Regions from separate parts of the Rattus norvegicus genome. Here region 1 is linked to region 2. The links are chromatin contacts, called in public Hi-C maps. All regions are on one chromosome and are shown on one strand. Each heading gives the region's core, a stretch centred on a gene start, on an enhancer-like site or on the middle of the called end of the contact. The rest is flanking DNA. Distances are from core to core; before and after follow the strand shown.

Region 1 (6,010 bases), core at 2,468-4,967, 170 kb after region 2:
CCTAGGAAGCACAAGGCCCTGCGTTCGGTCCCCAGCTCTGAAAAAAGAACCAAAAAAAAAAAAAAAAAAAAAAAAAGAATCGGGAGCCATCGACCATATCCTCAATGGACAGCTGGAATTTAAATGACACCTTCACTCCTGTCAGTGGGGACCACATGGGTGACCGTGATGTGTGGATGGGGGTGGTACTTGGGGGAGCTGAGCTCACCTATGCGACAATCCTAGACACGTGGGAGAGGGAAGGGAGGGTCTTCTACCAACCCCATCAACACAGAAGACCGAGCAACAACAAACCAGTGCCTTCACCATGGCCCTCAGTAGATCCTCTCAAGACGGGGGCAGTTCTTGGACCATCTGTAGCCTTGATAGAATGGCGCTAAACCCCCCAAAACTGATTTCCTTTCGTTCATCCTACATTCCGTTTCCTACAGCTTGAGTAAAATTTGCCTCCTACAGGTAAGCCTCCTTAAGGCTGTTGGCTTAATGTCTAATGCAACAGTCCTGAGGGACAGTAGAAACCTTCAAGGGAGAAGACCATGGGGTCAGGCATTGAAGTAGATTTCTCAGGAAGGAGTAATGCATCTCCCAGGAACAGCTTAGCATTAGGGTTCAGAGCTCAAATGTCACCCAGTGGTCCAAATATTAGAAGAGTGCAGCACTAGGAAGCCGTGGGACATTGAGAGGGGCACCTGGGAGAAGGAAGCCAGGTCTTTGCCAGTGGGTGCCTGAGGGAAGTACTGGGACTCCAGTCTCTTCCCTGCTTCCTCTCTGCTTCCCGTCACCATGAGGTGAACAGCAGTGCTCCACCATTATCATAGCTCTCGATACCGCTCAAGGATGGAGATCTGTGTCTGTGTTCTTCGACCCCAGGACTCTGAGCCAACAAAGCCTCCTTTCTTCATAAAGTGCCCAGGCGGTCAAAAATACTTTGCTGCAGCCACCTGAGTGGGCAAAGGGTTCCAAAAGAACTCAAAATGGACTCTATTATAATGAAATAATGAGCAAATATGAATACCATTCGGGACTTTAGAGATTATGAACCAGAAGAACTGTTAAACAAGCCCACTTCTGTCTAGTGTCTGGAAATAAATATCAGTTAATGTCTTCAGTCCATCCAACCAATGCCCTATGGCCAGCTCACGAGATGCCCAGAAGTGGCTGGGATGCAGAGGAGAGCATCTTGCCTGGGAGGCAAAATGTAGGAAGCCCATAAACTCAACTATCATGACCAATACTACTGTCCTGCAACACCCCAGACAAAAAACACATGTTAAAAACCTACCATGAACTGATCATAATATATCATACAATGAAGTGAGCGTCATGTTTCACACTGGATCCCGAAGCAAAAACAAACAACAAACAAAACATAATAATCATAAAGATGATGATGATGGTGATTGCTTATTAATTTATAATCTTAGTATTCCTCATGAATCTTTGGAATCTGATTTTTATGTTTTAAAAAATATGACAGTGTAGCCTGTGAGATGGTGTAATGCCCTTTGTTACCAAGCTTGATGAACAGAGTTCAATCCCAGGCCCAGCATGGTGGAAGAGGAGAACTGACTCCCACAGTTGTCTTCTAGTACACAACTTGCCACGAGCCCACACACATATAAAAATGCAAATAAGTAAATTTAATTAAAATATATAACATTAAAATATTTTCCCCTCAAGTCATGACTTTTTGGGATACCCTTTTAAATCTTAGGTTGCCCAAGGCTCCCGGGGAAGAACTTGGACAGATCTGCATATATTCACTAGAAATTATTCCAATACACACACGCTATATATACACATACACTCACACTTACACCCTTACCCAAAAATCGCAAGGGGAAATTAAAAGCCACTGAGAAGACTGAAGCCCATTTCTTGTCCATTTGCCAAGGTTATCAAGGGCATCCTTAAAACAACTTTTCTCATCTTTCTTAAGAGTCACACTGTTCACCTTTAAATACACACCTGAGATGGGCATTTGTAACAGGGCTGTGCGCTCCGGTTGTGCTCAAATACAGAAAGGAGAAAAATCAATTTCGATCCCCAGAGGACAGAATTACTGGTGCAGAAGGTCACTAAATGTGAGCACTTGCTCAATGGGCTTGGAACAAGATCCTTGTCCGCATTGCTTCACTGCACTTCCAGAGAAGGGAGGGGGAAGGCGCAGAGACAAGCTCCCACCAGGGAAGAGAGAGAGACGTGGTTGTACCAGCCGGAGGACAATCACGCTAAACAGTCCAGGGACCGAGGCAAACACGCACACGGGCACTGCGGAGCCACCGGCTCATGTTAACACCAAAAGCTCTGGAGAATTCGGCCAAGACCGACTCCAACCAGCTGAAAATATTACTACTCTAATTCTCTCAAGGTCATTTGTCAGAACAGGTTAGTGGTCCCCAAGGGCTTGCTACATGGATCAGATTTACCAAAGAGACATAATTCAGGCCCTCTCATGGGGAAGCTCCTGGGCCTGGCGGCCATTTTGCCTCTGTCCTTCCTTGCCAAGGACATCGGGTTCAGGCCATCGTGGTCTACAGCAGGCGCACACTGAGCCTGGGGATCCGGCCAGTAGGTACTGCGGCCCTGCCTTCCCTCTGGTCATAGGTGGACGCAGGCCGTTTCTGTTGTCTTGGATATTGTATTTGATTGGAAACCACATGTATGGGAACAAAAAAACAAGGCATGTAAGACAGCCAGGCCTGTTCTATAGAAGATAGACGAGCTTCTTCCTCCCTAGAACACTCACAGAACAGGGTCTGAAGGGAAGTACCAGGATTCAGAAACCACACGGAGCTGCAGACCAGAGTAGGGATCCTGGCTCTACATTTAGGTTCCGGACTTCGGCAGCCGGAGTATAGCATTGTCTCCAAGTCGGCAGAACTGAAGCTGGCCAGTGAGCTTCTCTCTCTCCTCCATCCTCCTGGACCTGCATCTAAGCCGCCCAAGCCGCCCTCACTACGATATCCTAGTCAGTCACTTGAGACTCTAAACCATACCAAGGAAGTGAGTGTCGACGCTGAAGGAAACTCAGCAAGGCTGGTCCAGTGCCTTCTCTGGAAAGGTGGCAGGAGCCTGAGGGAATGTACTCATGGGCTCTGAGCTGAGATCATCAGGGGTTCTGGGTACCTGAGTGAAAAAATAAGGTAGAATTTTGTTTGTTGTTGTTGGACACTTGGTTGGGTTTGAGGGTTTTGTTGTTGTTTGTTTGTTTGATTGTTTGTTTGTTTCAGCTAAGCCCAGGACTCATTTGCTGGCACTAGGAAAGAAGTGCAGGGGATAGAAGACCCGAGGCTGCATTTTGCCATCCTAAATAATAATCAGAGAGACATTCTTCATAGAGCAATGGAGGAGAGGAACATTGCAATGGGAATACCAAAGCCACAGTAAACCGTAGGTGAAAGGGGAAACCTGAGAGCAAAAGGGGAGACATTTATATAAACTGCTTCTCTACAACATTCTCCTGGCTGTGCAGACCACAGGCAGGCATTGGCATCTGCTGGCAGTGTCCTGCTTGGGCATGCATTCTGCCAGCAGCACCTTGTCTGAACTGTTATGGTCTTAATGAGCATTAACGGTAAGCTTCGCTGCCAAGCTCTGTGCATGTGTGTGTGGTGTGTGACATACAGGATGTTTGTAGAATGAGGGGGGGATTTCCTATGCGCCTTAGGCTGGTCCAAGAGAAAGTGCTTGCTTAACTCCTCCCACTTCAGCACTTCCTGGCTCTTTGTGTGACTTTGCCTGGTCATGGTTGAGAGGCTGAATCAAGAGTTGGGCTCTTATGAGTCTGGTGGCATTTCGGTTAAGTACCATTACTCAGAATAAGACAAGAGGCTTAGGAAAGCCAGTCTGGGCTACAAAATTAGTTCAAAGCCAGCCTGAGCAATTTAATGAGATCCCATCTCAAAATTAAAAAATATAAAGAGGGCTGGTGCTATAGATCAGTGGTGGAGTGCTTACATGGCATGTGTGAGACCCTCGTATTGAATTCCTGGAAAAAAGAATACTCTTGAGGACTCTAGAAGAAGAGAGAGACATCTCCTTCCGCCTGGGGACCCCACATGAGCATGGTGGCTTCTTGGAGAAGCAGGAACCTGGCTGGGTACCGCCATAGATTTTAGCTCATTGGTGAGGAAAAACAAGGTATTTCTGAAAGCACCATTGGGGTGGCAGAAAGCAGTTCAGTTCCCAGAATTCTCCAGGCGTTAACTTATTACTGGGGAGCTTCTGTTGGCCAGATCAGACTCAGAAGCAGCCAGTACAGTGGCTGTCAGCCGTTGGTCGTCCAGTCAGAGACTGGGAAGTCAGAGGCAGGTCTTCAGACACCTAGCCTAGCCAAAACACAGACATGCAGGAGCAGCCAGGGGCAGGAAAGAACCCATTAAGCACTGAGTCGCTGTGTGGGATCCCACCTTTATTTGGGGGTGAGGGAAAAATGTAGTATTAAAGGTGATTAACCAAGGTGGTTCGTCAAATGCTCTGGCCACGGAAAGCCTGGAAAAATAAAGTCACAGTAGAGACTTGTTGGTATCTGTACAGGTTCCGAAACTATCTTAGAGGCAGAGCACTTTACCTGGTGTGTATGAGACCCTCCATTCAAATGCAGACAAACCAAAAACACAAACAACAAAGCAGGAGCAGCAGCAGCAGCAACAACAAAGACCTGAGACCATTAGAAAGAAGAGCTGCCTGGGCTTATGCATGGAATGATATCTGCTTCCTTTCTGTGTACGTATGGGCTCGCGGCCTGCAGAGAGTCCGCTCCACCAGCAACCTGGGCTGCAGCTTGCTGCTCCTCACATCGGACTCCTCTGTTTCTCTATGAGGTGACCCTCTATAGAAAGGAAAAGCAGAGAAGGCACTATCACCATTACCCACTGCTGGTCAGCTACTAGAAGCTAGAACCCTGAATCCTAGCAGCTCCAGGGACCTAGAAAGGACCAGAAGGAAGCTGCCAGGAGTGGAACTTGCTGAAACCATACAGAGAAGAAAATAGTTTCTCCATAGTCTGTAGTGTGATAGCAGGCCCATTCTGAAACCTCTTCCATTGGACGGCCTCCACGTACCACTCTCTGCATGCACCCCAGAGTGCTTGTCCTACGTCAAGCATCTTGCGAGCCTCTGAGAGAAGGAAACCACATGCACAAGAAAATGAAGCTGGCGATTTAGCGTGTTCCTTATACCAGCCTTTTACTTAAAATTCAAGCGAGGTTACCAGCGCCCACCTAACAAATGAGCAGATTGAGACACCAAGAGTCCAAGCGATTTGTTTAATATGACTGAACTGGTGAGTGATGGAGCCTAGGATCCAGCGCACATCTGTCTGACTCCGGTGCAATTTCTTTTTCAGACAGTAATGTATCCTGCCCACGTTGTATTGATTTATGTGTTACCCCTGCTGGGATTGCTTGTATTTTTAAAAGAAAGAGTCTGAAGAGAGGAAGATGAAAGATGAATACAACAGATGACTTCCCGCCCTGAGTGCCTACAACCTCACTCACGACAGAATAATGGTATTTCCAGAGTTTCCGTCTTAACTTTCAACAGATTTTTCCCCTTTTGCTACCCTTGATCCAGCAGCAATGGCTTCTGGGTACATATTTTGATTTTTTTTTAAACAATGTCAACTTTAGGTATGAAGAAATAGAATGTATTGAAGGCATCTATACAACGGCAACTCAACACACTACTAAAGTAAGATTAAAAAATAAAACATAAAAAAAAAAAAAAACAAGGGCTCGGGCTGGAGAGATGGCTCAGTGGTTAAGAGCCCTGACTGCTCTTCCAGAGGTCCTGAGTTCAATTCCCAGCAACCACATGGTGCCTCACAACCATCTGTAATGGGATCTGATGCTGTCTTCTGGTGTGTGTCTGAAGACAGCTGCAGTGTACTCATATAAATTTAAAATTAATTAATTAATTAATTAATTAAAAAGCCAAGGGCTCAAGAGATGAATCAGTGGTTAAGAATGCTTGCTGCCCTTCCAGAGAATATTAGTTCTTGTTTCTA
Region 2 (6,017 bases), core at 2,531-5,030:
AGACGGGGAGTGCGCTGAGACCCATGACGGGAGAGGCAAAGATGAGGTAGGATCGGGAAGATGGAGACAAAGGTTGGAGAAATGCTGGCACAGCCCAAGGAAAACCCAGAGAGCCCTCGAAGGCTGAAGGAGACAACAAGGATCCTTCCCGTCATCAGAGATTGTCAATACACCCTCCCCCTCCCCACCACACCTTCCGCCTGGATTTCTAGCCTCCAGAACTGTAAGGGAATATATCTTGTTCCTCAAGACCCATGTGTTGGACTGACTCCTTTCCTACAGCAGCCACAGGGAATACTAGCTCCGTGGAACTCATGCTTTACTCTTGCCTGGCTCTCACACAGGCATGATGTGTAGGAGAACAGTCCATACCACAGCCCAAGAATCATTATCTTCTCATCTCGGCCAGGTCACCCAAAGCCCTCTGTGCTGTCACAGGCCTTGCTGCTTGCAGACAAAGCTTTGGGCAGCTTCAGGAGCCTCCAATCAGGACTTGGGTTGTCCAACTGCAAACAGAAGCACACACACACACACACACACACATACACACATACACACATACACATACACACACCACACACACACACACATACACACACACACACACCACACACACACACACACACCACACACACATACACACATACACCACACACACACACACCACACACACACATATACACATACACACACATACACACATATACCACACACACACATATACCACACACACACACATACACACATACACCACACACACACACACATACACATTCACACACCACACACACACATACACACATACACACACACATACACACATACACACACACATACACACATATACCCCCCCACACACACACCACACACACCACACACACACACACATACACACATACACACATACACCACACACACACACCACACACACACATACACACATACACACACACATACACACATATACCACACACACACATACACATACACACACACACATACACACATACACCACACACACACATACACATACACACACCACACACACATACACACATACACACACACCACACACACACACCACACACACATACACACATACACCACACACACACCACACACACACATACACACATACACACACATACACACATATACCACACACACACACACCACACACACCACACACACACATACACACACATACACACACATATACCACACATACACACACATACACATACACACACACATACACACACCACACACACACACATACACATACACACACCACACACACACACATACACACATACACACATACACACATACACCACACACACACACCACACACACACATACACACATACACACACATACACACATATACCACACACACACACACACACACACACACACACACACACACTGTGGGTTTGGGGAGGGATGAAGGCAGGGAGGTAGGTTGGCAGACACTCATTTCACATTTTTTTAAAATGCCCTTCGAGGTCCTTTACCCATCCTAGGAGGCTGAACTTGAACAGGTCTCTGCCTTTCTGGCTGGAGGAGGGTTCACAGACCATTTTTGGATCCAGGCTGCTGCCTTGGGCTGCTCGTGGCGTCTTTGCTAGAAAGAGCCAACAGCCATGGACAGAGGAGCATCTACAGGAATGGTGCCTCTCAGGTGCCCCTGGGGTCAGTGCCCTATTGTTCCTCATAACCCATAAGGGAGCCCAGTTTGCAGACATACATGCAGCTGGGAATGTTCCAGTGCCCCCCGTTTCCCAGCACTCGGTGCCTGTGATTCTTTATAATGCCCGTGCTTTCTATGACAGGTTATACGCTCCTCTGTGTATTGGTGGGGGGAGGCATTCCTCCCCTGTCTTGGACTCATCTCTCCTTTTTAAAACTCTCCCCTCAGCCCGGTGGGCTCTTCATTCAGACTAACAATAGCGCTGGCAATAATGAGGTGGCAGTGGGGAAGAGCTACGGTTTAATAAAGCGTTGGCCTAGCAGCCTCCCACTCCCCACACCAGGGCTCTCATAAAGCCTTTTCATCGTTCCAGGGCTGTGGTTTCCACCCTGGCGTCTGTGAATGGCTTTCTCAACTGAAAGGGCTCTTTATTTGTTCTCTAGGATGCGGTTGAGAGTGGCCACAGATTTCAGCTGCCTGGTGAGGCTCTGAGGGGAGTCAGATGGGGAAACCCTGGCATAACCAGACAACAAGTCACCCTGGGACTTTTCAGAAGTTTTCTAGAACACTGGAAGGTTCTAGACGTTTCTGGATCATGTCCAACTTGAGTAGGAAATCCATGTGATTTTTATCCCAAGCTTAAAATATATTATTTGGGATTCATTATAGAAAATCTGTCTTTTTAATCTTCCACGAAATTATGGGCTAGAACAAAACAGGAACCCCTTAGCGGCATGTCTTTCTAAATACCACCGTCTGATAGCGCTTTAGAGGGTGTGAGCCAAGAGCTTTCGTCACCTCTGTGTGTTTACTCAGTAAATTTTCTTATGCTGTTACTATGTGTGTTTTTAGAGAGTGTTTTCTATGCTGTTTTTATAAAGTGTGACTTTTTAAAAATCACAAAGACGTATATGCTATGGGTTAAAAATTCAAGCACTCACGAAATGTAGGGGTTGGAAACTGAAAGGCCCCTGGGATCCTTCCCTTCTAAGATGTTATGGATGTCGTGTGAAGTTGCTGCTTGGTTTTTTTCCTTCTTAGTCCTGGGGAAAATAAAAGCTCTGGAGGGGAAAGCAATACAGGCCCAGGCAGTTCACACATTACACTCTTCCCCGCTCTGTGGACAGAGATGATTTTAACTTTCATGACTACTTTCTTCCCCACGACAAATACCAATGTGCACCAGGCCAGGTCCTAGAGTCTTTGGCTGGTGTAAATGAAGGGCCATGGAATCACTGTGACTTGAGTGTCTATGCTACAGTCTTAATATGCTCTCTCCGATTGCTAGGTTGAAGTCCTTACATTTCAACTTAGGTGTATTTTGAGTAGGACATTTAGGGGAGTATCGAGATCAAAAGAGTTGACAAGGGTCGGGTGCTAATGGAATAGGATTTTTATGTCCTTTTAAGGAAAGATGTATGAGGCTGGGAATGTTAGTGGTAGAACATTTGTAAACATGTGTGAAGGCCTGGGTTCTATTCCCAGGACTGTAAAAACCCAACCAACCAATCAACCAACCAACCAACCAACCAACCAACCAACCAACCAACCAACCAACCGCACAATCCCAATAAGCCATGATATCCGTCATCTTCCTAACAAAGGAGAACAGGGCAAGGAGGCAACTGGTGAGAGGATCTACCAGAACCACAGCAGGCCAGCTCCCGGCTCTTGAACTTTCCAGCTTCCAGACTTTGAAAAATAAATATTTGCTTTTGAAACCACCCAGTCCATGGTATTTTGTTGCAACAGACCAAGCTGATTGATGTGGAAAGTGGTGTGTGTGTGTGTGTGTGTGTGTGTGTGTGTGTGTGTGTGTGTGTGTGAAACCACCCATGTATCTGTGGCCTGCCCTTGCCTTTTTCTGTCTTTGGTAAAGTCTTGGTCATTTGCTTATTGTAGGAGCACTATGGAGTGGGGGGTGGTGTCTCTGACAGCAGTGTGTTTACAGCCACTCATGTCAGGACTCAGCCTTTCTCTCCACACTGAAACTTTTTCTTTCCCTCATTTTAACAGTCCCTATAGTCCCCACGTACCACTGACCTTGGCCGCAGTAGAAGCAGGCGCCAAGCTTTACACAGAAACCTTTGATGGACACTGATGGTGTGCTTCAAGCTCTTCGCCAGCTTGGCTCAAACACACATCTGCTCATCAGAGCCAATCCTTCTGACACCTCCCTTTGAAAGCATCCACCCCTGCAAGTTACATGTCTGCAGCAAGTAGAATATTTGTGTAATTGGTGACTTAGCCTTTCTCTTTCCCTGCTGTCCTCACAGGGTCCACTCGGGAGCTAAGGTTGACCCCATCAACTCTGGAGCTCAGAGACACTGCGAAGAGGAACAACCCAAGGCTCAGTGTGGTTCAAAAAGTAAACTAAATCCCAGGAGGCCTGTGGAGTTGAATGAAAGATTTCCGGGTTCTGCTGTCAATCTTTAGCTTAAACACAACTGATATCACCTAGGTGTTATTTCAAGATGCAGAACATCTTTTGAAAATAAGTGGGAGTCAGGAGAAGGGTAAACTGGAAGGTGCTGAATGAAAAGCCAGTCTCGAAGCTCATGTCAGTACATTTCAGACCTTTCTATTGTGACCCAAACTAGAGTTTACATGATCAGCCTGAAGTATTTCCGTAGGCAGGCAGGCAGGCAGGCAGGCAGGCAGGCAGGCAGGCAGGCAGGCAGGCAGGCAGGCGAACACACACACGCATACCACATTTCTTCCCTGAACAATAACTAGCTTTATTGTCTGTGCTGTATTCTGATATTAGCTAGGCTGGTCTATTTCATTTAAAATACTGAGAACTAAGCAGGTAGTATGCTCCAGGTAGTAGCATTTCTGAGTATGCATTCCCAAGGCTGTGAAAAAGGGACAGTTTATTCCAACTAGGGACAAAGGCTGGTCAGAAAGAGCAGGAGTGGTGAGGAAAGACTGGATAAGATACTATATTTGGAGTTTGTTGATGGTCCTGGGTTCAGCTGGCAGCTTTTCTCTTTACTGGGTTCTCAGAGCTCTCTCTCTCTCTCTCTCCAGAAGGGAAAACAAGACTTTCATCCTGTGGTTGCAATAAATGTTTTGAAAGACAAGTTAAAGAAAATGCTTTAGTAAAGCTCTCCAGAAACAACAGACTCCTGGTGAGACAGTTGTTGCTATGAATGAGCACACACCCAAAGCCATGTAGCCCCTACCTGTGTGGTTAGGGCAGGCACCTCCATGACGGGGTTGGCAGGGTGATAAACAGAGTATAAGTCTTTCTGACACAAGACGACTCATCCAAAACAGCCTTGCAAGTAGCGACTGGGTTCTTCATCCTGGAATTTTCTTGTTATTCCGTTTCACTTTTGAGTAGCCCTACCTTTCTGGGAAGGGACAGCAGGAGGCTGGAGTTCTAACCTGGCTCAGGGGCTAATTCTCTATGTGAGTTTCTGTAAGCATTTATTTCATCTCTATGTGCTGGCCGGTTCTTGTGATAATGGGATGAGAATCATAATACCTGCCCACTGTGTCTCCCAGGCAGGTTGAAAGGCCCTGGGTACATTAAAAACACAGAAAGAAGCTTTGAACTTCTAGTGGATAGGCATATTATCAATACAAAGGTTTAACTATTTATTATTATCTTCTGTCTTTCCTGGGAAATTCCATTGTGCGGATTTGCGGCTAGCACATTATCTTTCTCCTTTCTTTTTTTTTTCTTTCTTTTTTTTTTTTAAGAAATAAAATTCATCTCTAACTACCTTCTGAAAGCAAATTTATGCTTTGGTCATTTGATTAATAGGGAGAGAGGACAGACACCAGCTTCTCAATCAAAGTGCTTTTGAATAATTCAATGCCTGATATTAAAAGCGGAGAACCACCACCTGGTGTGGTTTACTCTGCATTGCAAAGAAAAATCCGATTTGCCTGTCTACATGGAGGACCCCTCGCCTGGCTGGCTTCTCTGCTCCCCGTCTTTCCTTGAGACCACTCCTTTCCAGCCCCACAGTTTGTGTGTAGATATGAGAGCCCTAGCCAGGACTACTCCAGCCCTGAGGTCAGTCAGGGACTAAGAGGGCGGACCTAGAGGACAGGATCGATTGGTTGGTTGACTGATGATTGATTCCTGCCTTTCATCTTTCTTTCTTTTGAGATAGAGATCACTTGCATCCCAGGTTGGCCTTCAGTGTAGCCTAGGATAAACTTCTAACCCTGCTACCTCCACCTCCTGAGTGCCTGGCTTTATGCAGGGGTGGGGATCAAACCCAGGGATTTGTGTCTGCTAGGCCAACACACTTCCAAGAGATATCTTTTCTAAACATCCAAGAATGGGACCTTTTGTGAATCCACACAA

The links. Hi-C and Micro-C count contacts between places; a contact is called where the count stands out from the background.
Region 1: a Hi-C map of liver shows a contact between it and region 2, with 2.5 times the contacts expected there. The contact joins two enhancer-like sites. A contact is called at or near these places in 3 of 12 Hi-C or Micro-C datasets (kidney, liver and mammary epithelial cells).

What each region holds. Positions count from the first base shown.
Region 1 is chr17:21,081,409-21,087,418 of GRCr8, forward strand. No RefSeq gene overlaps it. Among named protein-coding and RNA genes, the nearest start is that of Cd83, 28 kb to the right of the region's middle. Within about 2 kb of position 3,718, at least 5 of the 93 cell types and tissues checked have an H3K27ac peak or open chromatin away from gene starts, as enhancers often do. A contact at or near this core is called in liver, where this site is marked.
Region 2 is chr17:20,909,126-20,915,142 of GRCr8, forward strand. No RefSeq gene overlaps it. Among named protein-coding and RNA genes, the nearest start is that of RGD1596092, 140 kb to the left of the region's middle. Within about 2 kb of position 3,781, at least 17 of the 93 cell types and tissues checked have an H3K27ac peak or open chromatin away from gene starts, as enhancers often do. A contact at or near this core is called in liver, where this site is marked.